Linked DNA regions of Ovis aries: regions 1 and 2 are each linked to region 3. Evidence: chromatin contacts called from public Hi-C data. All regions are on one chromosome and are shown on one strand. Each heading gives the region's core, a stretch centred on a gene start, on an enhancer-like site or on the middle of the called end of the contact. The rest is flanking DNA. Distances are from core to core; before and after follow the strand shown. Region 1 overlaps NCOR2 (nuclear receptor corepressor 2). Region 2 holds the start of NCOR2 (nuclear receptor corepressor 2). Region 3 has its middle 100 kb from the start of SCARB1.

Region 1 (3,380 bases), core at 470-2,969, 240 kb before region 3:
TGAGCTGCCAAGCATATGGGGAATGGGCATTCTGGGCTTGGGATGGGGTCTGGCGTGGAACCAGGGGGCCCCTTCCTTAGAGATGGGAGAGGTTAGAAGCAGGCGATGGTCGGGTTCAAGAATTTGTGGATTTACGGACTTGTCAGGGGATCTAGTGGTTAAGAATCCACCTTCCAAAGCAGGGCTTGTGGGTTCGATCCCTGGTTGAGGAACTAAGATCTCACATGCCGAAGAGGAACTACGCCTGTGAGCTGCAACTATTGAGTCCCGCACACTCTGAGGCCCACAAACCACAACTAGGGAGAAGTATGTGCTGCAGCTAAGACTTAACACAGCCAAATAAACAAACACTTAAGTTTTAAAAAAACTTCTCTCCTGAGTCGGGAAGATCCCCTGGAGAAGGAAATGGGGCAACCCACTCCAGTATTCTTGCCTGGAGAATTCCATGGACAGAGGAGCCTGGTGGGCTATAGTCCAGGGGGTCGCAAAGAATCGGACTGAGCAATCAAGCATTAAAAAAAAAAAAAAAAAAAAAGATTTGTGTTCTGGGTGAGGGAAGTGGGTTCCAGACTCTTCATATGGGGCTCCTCACACCACTGGGCACTCAATTACCCTAGATGGTCCTGGGCCCTCAGGCTTGGGTGGGAAAAGACATCACACAGACCCCTCCCACAGATTGCTTCCCCCAACCTCCAAAGATTGGTGGCAGGGGCGGGGTTGTTACCGGCTATGTTAGTTTCCCCAGATCCACCGTAAACAAATAATCATGATCCAGGTGGCTTAAAACAATAGGAATTTATTCTCTAACTGCTCTGGAAGTCAGAAGTCGGAGATTTAGGCATCTGCAAGGCCACGCCCTCTGAGGGCTGAAGGGGAGGATCCTTTCTGCACTCTTTCAGCTCCTGGAGGCTCCAGGTGTCCCTTGGCTTGTGGCCACATCCCTCGGGTTTCTGCCCATCTTCACTGTGGCCATCCCTCTGTGTGTCTTCCTCCTCTTTCTGTCTCTCAGAAGGAAACCAGTCTGAACTTAGGGCTCACCCAGATAACCCAGGATCACCTCATCTCAAGACACATCTTCAAAGCAGGTCACGTTTAGACACAAGCACATGCATTTGGGGGGCTATCCTTCACCCGACTACACTGGCCTCGGCTTTTTTTCTGATCGCCCGTCTACTGAGCGCTCACTCCCGCTTGGCCCCATGGACAAGGCCCAGCACAATCCCCATGAAGCAGATGAGCAAACTGAGGAGCCACACGCCCAGAGTTTGAATCTGGGCACAAGGGCCTACCTCCCACTTAGAGGAAGCACAAGACTCTCACACCCACGCCTCCAGGAGAAGGCCCACAGGTGATGACTCACCCCTCACCCCCCCCCCCCCCCGCTGCACAGGCCAAGAAGGGGCGGGGTGGGGGGCAGGGGCGGGGAGGGGAAGGGGGAGGGGAGGACACAAACCTCAGAGTCTCAGTTTGCTCCTGTGTCAAATGGGAGCAAATCCCACCTGCTAAAGGATGAAAGAGGATCCTGGAAGGAGAGCCTCTGCCCCCTGAAAATTACCAACCCCCTTATTCCCAGCCCTGGCCAGGCCCACACAGCTGCCCACCCAGCCTCCCACTCTGCGCAGAAAGGGCCCATTATGACATCACAGGCCTGGAATTATGTTATTAGCCTGGGAAGGAGGCAGGACCCAGGGACAAAGGGCTCATTGTCATGCAAATCCATGACTGGGGTTGGGGGGTGCGCAGGGACAGCCCCTCCTGCCTCCCAGCTTCAGAGCTATGCTGACAAACCAACTCCCTGCCTTCTAGAAGCATATGGGCATCTCCCATCCTCAGATCTGGTTCCAACGAGGCTCTCAGACTGGGAAGTGGGCCCTTCCCCAGGTCGGAGCCAGATTCCCAGAAAATAGCACCTGCTCTGAGGAAGGTCGCCAACAGAACCCGGGTCCAGAGCCTGTCTTCCCTACAGCTGTGCCACTGTCCTCTGAGACACGGACACCAAAGGGCCTCCTGAGGATGAAATAAGATCATCCGCTTAAAGAGCTGAGCAGCGCCCGGAGGCACGGAAACAGCCGCATAGGAAATGCCACTACCTATTAGTCATGCCTCTCTCGAAGTAAGGTGCCTGCAGCTGTGTGTCTTTGGGCAAGCTGCTTACCCTCTCTGTGCTTCATCTGGAGAGGCTTGTGGGCAGGACCTGATACACGAAGGTGTGCAGAATGCTAACTCCACAGTGTCAGTCCTCAACACACAAAGCAGATGCTGTCAGCACGCCGCTCCCGCAACCTGAACCCCTTGGGGGGAGGGGGGCACTTTCCTTGCTCACCAGACCCACCTCCTTCACTATCCAGGAGGTGCAGACTTTCTGGGGATGCTTGGCAGGTTCTATCAAGGCATTCTTGAGTAAACATACAATAACTGTTTTTTCCAAAGACTCTAGCTTTCCAAGAATACCCCCCCACCCCAGTGCATCTCAACCCTTGGGAGCAGTCGCCCTGGGGTGCAAGGAGGTGAGTTTACCATGAATTCCAGCTCGAGGGACCTAGGTCTCCCTAGCCAGAGCCCTTGCAGGTGTGCACATCTATCCGCGTGGACCTTGAGGGGACAGACCCAGGTCCACAGTTTGTGGGCAACACCGAATCAGGCACAATAGTTTTCTAAGTGTAAGTCACTCAGTTGTGTCTGACTCTCTGCAACACCATGGATTATACAGTCCATGGAATTCTCCAGGCCAGAATACTGGAGCGGGTAGCCTATCCCTTCTCCAGTGGATCTTCCCAACCAGGGTCTCCTGCATTGCAGGCAGATTCTTTACCAACTGAGCTAACAGGGAAGCCTATAGTGAAGTCGCTCAGTCATGTCCGACTCTTTGTGACCCCGTGGACCGTAGCCCACCAGGCTCCTCCGTCCATGGGATTTCCCAGGCAAGAATACTGGAATGGGTTGCCATTTCCTTCTCCAGGAGATCTTCCCAACCCAGGGGTCAAACCCGGGTCTCCTTAATGCTGACCTACCAGGGAAGTTTTCTAAGATCGCTTACTATGTGCCCAGCGCCAGCGACGCAGTGATGACCGAGATGAACAAAATTCCACATGGAGAGGCTGGGGGGACATGGCATACAGTAAACTGCACGTGACGAGAGCCGCAAGCTAACAGAAGTGAAGATGGAGAGGTGGAGGCCTGTCTTAGGATGTGACATTTGAGCAGAGGCTCAGTGAGAGGAGGGTGTGAAGATCTCAGAGAAGGGCATCCCAGGAAGAGCACAGCAGGTAGAAAGGTCCCAAGGCGCAACCCTGATTGGAGATTCTGAGAAACAGCCAAGAGCCTTCTGCAGTTGGAATGTCCCTAAGCCCCCACCCAACTCCCTGACCCTCCCGGCTCTG
Region 2 (3,364 bases), core at 294-2,793, 190 kb before region 3:
AGAACTCCCTCATCCAGCCAGCCCGCAGGGCTCCTCTCCCCATCCCTCCTCCCTGCCTCCCTCACACATCCTTCCTCCAAATCTGCAAAAGGGGAAAAAAAAAAAAAATCATAATAAAACCAGTTCTCACCAACAGGGGGGGAGGAGGAGGGGGAGGAAGCAAGGAGGCTGAGCCGACAGCACAGATCCGCCTCCGCTGCCTGCACCAGACCCTCAGAGAGCCGGAGCGCGCGACAGGCGGCTGGAGGGCCCTCGCTTCCAAAAAAATAAACCTACAATGTAAAAATAACGCCGGGCGCCCCACGCTAATTGGGCCCGGGCGACAGCAGCTCACAGGTACAGCGTGTCTCGCCCGCCCGCCCGCCCGCCCGCCTAGACCTCTCTCACTCCCTCGGGCTTTTTCCTGCAAGCGTCCGGGGTGGGGAAGGAGCGCCCCACAGGTCTCCCCCCACTCCCCGCCAAGTCTCCGGGGGTGTTCCCCCAGCACTAGGACCGGGGGCCTCCGGGTCCAATCCAAGTGGGATCAGTTCTGAATTCCAACTTCCCAAACTAGTGGCATCCCAAGTATCCGCACAGCCCGGGGGAGGGACCAGGAGGCGGCCCCATGAGGCGTCACCAGCCGCGGGAGGCAGGCCCAGACACCAGGAACACCGGCCCACGGGGAAGGGGGGAGCAAGGGGCGCCTCTCCTCGGGGACCCCGACCCAGAGCCCTCCGACCCCTCGCCGAGGAGCGACCACGCCAGCAGCCCCCCGCCCCCCGTGGCGGGAACCCCTCCCAGGCGCCTTCCAGAGCAGCCAGGCCGGGGAGCCGAGGGTGCCATCTCCAGGGGCACCCCCGAGCCGCACTGCCCACTGGAAAATAAGGCGCAGTGTCACCCCCCAAATCCAGGGCTGCTTGGAGAGGACGGAGGCGCATGGCGGCCATGCCCCCAGGGCTGTGGCACACGGTGGGGGGCTGTCCTGCGCAGTTCCAGGACAGCCCCCGCCCGCCCTCCCCCCACGCCTCTTCCCTCCTTCCCGTCCCCTCGCAGGGGAGCTGGAGTTCCCCTAAGTTCCCCGGCACCCCCACGCACGCGGGCCGCAGTGTCTATGGGGCGCCTCGCTCCCCAGCAGGCCACCCCCCGAGAGCGCCAACTCGGGAGTGCAGGGGCCCCGCCAACTCCGCCGCGTGCGCCGACTGATCTTCCCCGATTTCCCCGGAAGCGCGCCCCGCGCCTCACCCCGGCCCTCCGCGGGGACCCCCCGCCCCAACTCACCTCGCGGAGGTGGCGGCGGCGGCGCCCGGGCTCGGGGAGCGCTCGGGCCGCCCGGACGCTCAGGCAAGTGGCGGTGCAGATCGGGCTGGGGGCGCGCAGCAGGCCCGGCCTCCAGCCGGGGCGCGATCCTCCCGCCGCCGCCTCCTAGGGCGCTAGCCCCCGGTCCCCGGGCCGCAACTTGGCGCGCATTGCGGGGGCGCAGGGCGCGGGCGCACGGCTCGGGCGGGGCGCGGGCGGACACGGGGCTCCGATGCGGCCCGGCCTGCCCGCGGCTCCGCTCCCCGGCGGCGGCGGCGGTGGCGGCGGTGGCGGCGGCGGCGGCGGGAGGGGGAGGAGGGGGCGGGGCGGGAGCCCGGGAGGCGGCGGCTCGGCCTCCCGGCTCCTGGCTCCCCGCCCGCACCGACGCGCCCCGGCCCGGCCCCCTCGGGCTCCTTAAAGGGCCCACGTTGCCTCCCCCGGGCCTGCGCGCACCCACTCGCGCGTGCACACGCTGCCACACAGACACACACACGCTTGGGCGCGACGCCGAGTTTCTTTTTAGCAGCTCCCTGAAGGAGGAAGGAGGGGGAAAGCGCCTCCCCATCCCGCCCCCTCCTCCTCCAGTGGGCCGTGCGCTCTCCTCTTCCCCAGCCCCAGATACTTCACTCGAAGTATAATCGCTTTTCAGCTATTAAATTATCAGTCTAACTCTGGAGTGACCAGTGGATGGGGAGGGGGCATACGAGGAGGGCCACACACAGGACCTTTAAGGGACGCACACAGATGCGAGGGGACACAAGCGGTGGAGTTCGCTCTCGGTGTCTCGCACACAGTAGAGCGCAAGACTCTCACCAGTGGACTTCACACACTGGGCCTCAGAAAGGAGAGCTAACCCAGGTGGGCACGAGGGAAAATTCGCAACCACCCCTCACCCCAGCCCCGCAGACGTGAGCGTAGCCTGGGACATAGACTCCTAAGACATAAGGTCACCCGCAGATAAACAAACCCCGACACAGGCAGGAGTTCACGCACGCGGGCGGACACACACACACACACACACACACACACACACACACACACATGCACTAGAATGTCCGTTTCTAGAGGGCGAGAATTTCTATCTGTTCCCTGATCTTTCCCAGGTAGGGACGCAATGTGTTGCAAGAACTCCCAGTTCGGGACTTTCAGGGACACAAACGCAGATACACGATGCTGCAAGTGTGTGGTGGGCACGAGCGGGCAGGGTCACGGACGAGCACACACGTGGACACTCGCCCGCGCACACGCAAGCGCTCACCGCTCCAACAGGAACCCCACTGGCAGCCGTGACAACCCGTGTGTCCTCATTTACCCCCTCCTCATGCCCCTCCCAGGCTGCTTTCTCAAAGCCGGGGAGATCTTTTTAAACAGCAGAGGGCACCGGGAGCCCCAGACCGGGACCCTCCCTCCTCCTCTGCTTTCCCCTAAGATGTAAGAGAGTTTGAATTTTTTTTTTTTTTTTTTCGGTTCAACTTTCCTTTTTTGGAGCGACGTCTCAGCAGATTCAGTTCTGCCATCTGCCAACATCTGAGAACCCCCAGGGGGAGTGGGGAATGGCTGCGGTGGGGAGGCGGCCATGCGGTTTCCAGGGGCAGGGCGGGCCTCCGCCTCCAGCGTGCCTGCAGGGGTTCTCAGCCTCCCTAGTAGCAACGTGCCCCTCTTGGCCCCCTCAGGCTGCGCGGGCTCTTTTTTTTTTTTTTTTTTTTCTGGGGAGGGTGGGGCTGGGAGCACCTGAGTGACAAAATCTGGAAAAAGGGAAGTGTCTGTGGAGGGGCTGAGGGATGGAACAGAAGTAGGGGGTCTCAGGTCAATGAATGTCCTCTCCCTTCCCACCCTGGCTCCACCAGCTCCAGAGGCACCCAGCCAGACCACGAGAATCCACAGGCCAAGAGCCAGACCTAGGGAAGGAAGGACTAGCCCTTCCGATGGGGCCTGGAGGAGGAGATGGAGGGGAGGAACTGAGGTAGGGGGGGTCCCACCCCACCAGGCAGACTCGGAAACCCCCACCCCCACCCACAGGTCACCTGGGAACACTCTCTGGGATTTGCATTTCAATGAGATTTGGTTCTGGGATTTGGCACCCAGGGGT
Region 3 (3,124 bases), core at 31-2,530:
CAGAGGAGTCTGACAGGCTACAGTCCACAGGGTCCCAAAGAGTCAGACACAGCTGAATGACTGACACTTCCACTGATCTCCACATAACATTTAAAGAAGCTAGTTTTACACAGTAGAGATCCATCCATGATTCACCTGGGAGAACGCCCACGCCATGTGTGAGAGCAACACCTCCTGGGGATGTACGGTTTCACAGCTCACCTCTACTAGACGTTATGGATACTTAAGTAAACTGCATCCTGAATGTTTGATCCAAGAGTACCTTGTGACGCGTTTGTCTTTTCAGGACTTCCCTGGAGGTCTAGTGGTTAAGATGTGCTTCTCCTGCAGGGGGCAAGGGTTCAACCTCTGATCAGGGCGCTAAGATCCTGTATGGCGTATAGCGCAGCCAAAGAAATAAAGAAAAGTCCTCTATGTGACCATCATGAGGACCTATGAAATCAATGCAACAGGAATTAGAGTGTCTTTTGGAGGGAGGAGGGCAGGGGCACCAAGGGGTCAAAGGGACTTGCCTGCAGAATACAGCATGTTGGGGCCTCTTTTGCAAACAGCTCTGGCTTCCAAACCCCACTGGCTGCCTAATCTCTAGATCTGATATCATGGAAGAAACCATGTCCTTCCCCCAAACAGTTGCAGCTGCCACAGCCAGAGACCACAGGGGCTGGGTCACCACCCTGTGACCAGACACTCTTAGTGTCTTCTCTGGGAGTTCCTGTCCCCTAAAATGGAAGAAATTCCAGCAGCCCAGGGAAAAGCAGATGGGGCAGGCCATGGGCACAGATGGAAGATCCCAGAGACCAGAACAACATTGCACAGTTCTGAGAGCCTGCCACAAACCAGGCCACCACAAGGATGCCGTCCACACCACATTATTCCAGCCCATCTGCTGAGATGTCTTCCCCGGGGGAGCGGAAGTCCCATTTCATCATGGAAGTTGAGGGGGTGGATGAGAGTCAGTGTGCAGAAATGTGCATCGTGACTGATGTTGCTCAAACATCTGTCACTTAAAGTTGAAAACAAACATCTCCATCTCCAAGGACCCCCTTCATCTTCAGCTGAGGACCTCTGGATGTTATCAAGTTTGCTGCGGCTCAGGCCTCATGGCAAAAGTGCCTGTGAGATCTGGGAACATTCACGACTCCAGACTCCAAGACACGGCCACTTGGCCTTCACCCTCTGGGGAGGCATGCCAGGCCTGGAACCCTCAGAAGCTGGCACCCGAGCCCTGGGAGAGAACAGTCTGAGAAACAGCCCCCACTGAAGCAGTGGCCCTTAGCCCTCCCTCTGGCAAAAGTCCTGGGCGGCTTCCTCCAGTCTCCTCTGCCCTCCCTTTGCAGTCTTGTTGTGGGTGTGAGAGAGCCAAGCACTATTTTTAGCAGTGTTTATTCTTACTCTTCTCCTTCCCTCCCGTTCTCGACCTCTCTGGAACGAGCCTAGATGTACCCCCGCTAAGGGCTTTTCTGGCATCGCAGGGCACGTGTTGGTGTGTGGGACCTCTTTCTGGATGCAGCCACGATTGAGTTGGGAATAACAAACTTTTCAATCTCAGATGCTCCAGAATCAGGACCCGTCTGTATATTTGCTTGAAAATGACGTTCCTCAAAGCTGGTTTCCCCAGCATGATTTCCAGAAAGGATACAAGACAGCAGGAGTCTCTGGACTTCCCTGATGGTCCAATGGTTAAGACTACACACTTCCAATGAAGGTTCAATTGACCCAGGTTCAATCCCTGCTCAGGGAAGTTCCACATGTCACACAGTGCGACTGAAAAAATAAATAAAATAAAAATAAAGATGCACATACCTTTAAAGGGGGCTTCCCTGGTGGCTCAGATGGTAAATAATCTGCCCACAATGTTGGACACCTGGAGTCAATCACTGGGTCAGGAAGATCCTCTGGAGAAGGGAACGGCTACCCACTTCAGTATTCTTGCCTGGAAGATTGCATAGACAGAGGAGCCCGGCAGGCTACAGTCCATGGGGTCGCAAAGAGTTGGACCCAACTGAGCGACTAACACCTTCAGTTTACTTTCATACCTTTAAAGGTGGGGTGTAGAGGGGGCAGTATTTTCCTGGTGGTCCAGTAATTAAGACTCTGATCTTCCAATGCAGGGTTCCCAGGTTTGACCCCTGCTCAGAGAACTAAGATGCATGCCACATGGTACCACCAAATATATATATATATATATATATTTTTTTTTTTTATTAAAAAAGAGAGTAGGAGTCTCTGACAAACAACAGTCATGAGTCCTGGTTAACTGGACCACGAGGAGATGCGCTGGGTGACAGACAAGCACGCATGCCCCGGACCCAGCTGCTGAGCCTAAAATCTGAACTCTGACACTTAGCAGCCATAAGACCTTGGGTGTTTACCTGTCCTCTCTGCACCTGTCTCCTCATCTGTAAAAAGATGGTGATGATAAGAACATTCACCTGGGTTATGAGGAAAATGAGACGCCCTCATATGAAGAGTTTAAAGCAGTGCATGGCACATAGGAAGCATTCAGTTAATGTTGGCAGCAACCTGTTTTAGGAGAGGAAACCAGTCCACCAGAGCCTGGCTCTGGGCCAAGAGTCCCCAGCATCTGCGACTTGGATGAGGCTGAGGCCCATCTCTGGGTGGGGGCAGGGCGCAGTGTCAGCCACGAGGCCTGGAGCCACCAGGAGCCACTCTCCAGACCAGGTTGAAGGCACTGTCCTGGGAGCCGGCCACCCAGATTGAAAGAATCATAGTTATTACCCGTCAGCCAATCCAGCCCTCTGCGGACATTGCTAATTAATAACTTTACAGACCCTGTAACTTCACACGAGAATACTGCAGAGCATTTTATATGTGTAGAAACTCTTAATATGTACAATGGAGAAACACAAGGAGCACAGGTTATGCAGCGCTGATCTGTCGATCTTTCTTCTATTTTTTTTTTCCCACTCTTGAATGAAAACAAAAAAGAAATAGACGTGGCTCAGGCCCCCAGGTTTTTGAATACATAACAAGGAGCAGCCCTTCAGAGGGCGGGCCCACGGCGCCCCCTGGTGGCCAAGGTCTGCACTTCCAGCATCTGGCGGGGCCCTGGGCGGGCTCTGGGTCTTGAACACAAGGTGGGGATGGGAGAGAGAAGGCAGGG

The links. A called contact is a pair of places that touch in the nucleus more often than the background predicts.
Region 1: a Hi-C map of hypothalamus shows a contact between it and region 3, with 5 times the contacts expected there. The contact joins two enhancer-like sites. A contact is called at or near these places in 3 of 16 Hi-C or Micro-C datasets (hypothalamus, omental adipose tissue and tail adipose tissue).
Region 2: a Hi-C map of tail adipose tissue shows a contact between it and region 3, with 2.7 times the contacts expected there. The contact joins the promoter of NCOR2 here to the enhancer-like site in region 3. A contact is called at or near these places in 3 of 16 Hi-C or Micro-C datasets (hypothalamus, omental adipose tissue and tail adipose tissue).

Annotation. Positions count from the first base shown.
Region 1 is chr17:51,313,585-51,316,964 of ARS-UI_Ramb_v3.0, reverse strand. All of the region lies in intron 3 of NCOR2 (nuclear receptor corepressor 2), which reads right to left. Among named protein-coding and RNA genes, the nearest start is that of TRNAG-CCC, 7.1 kb to the right of the region's middle. Within about 2 kb of position 1,719, at least 16 of the 54 cell types and tissues checked have an H3K27ac peak or open chromatin away from gene starts, as enhancers often do. A contact at or near this core is called in hypothalamus, where this site is marked.
Region 2 is chr17:51,257,045-51,260,408 of ARS-UI_Ramb_v3.0, reverse strand. NCOR2 (nuclear receptor corepressor 2) reads right to left here and starts at 1,543. Exons shown (of 50, transcript XM_060401093.1): 1 at 1,258-1,543.
Region 3 is chr17:51,070,492-51,073,615 of ARS-UI_Ramb_v3.0, reverse strand. No RefSeq gene overlaps it. Among named protein-coding and RNA genes, the nearest start is that of SCARB1, 100 kb to the right of the region's middle. Within about 2 kb of position 1,280, at least 24 of the 54 cell types and tissues checked have an H3K27ac peak or open chromatin away from gene starts, as enhancers often do. A contact at or near this core is called in hypothalamus and tail adipose tissue, where this site is marked.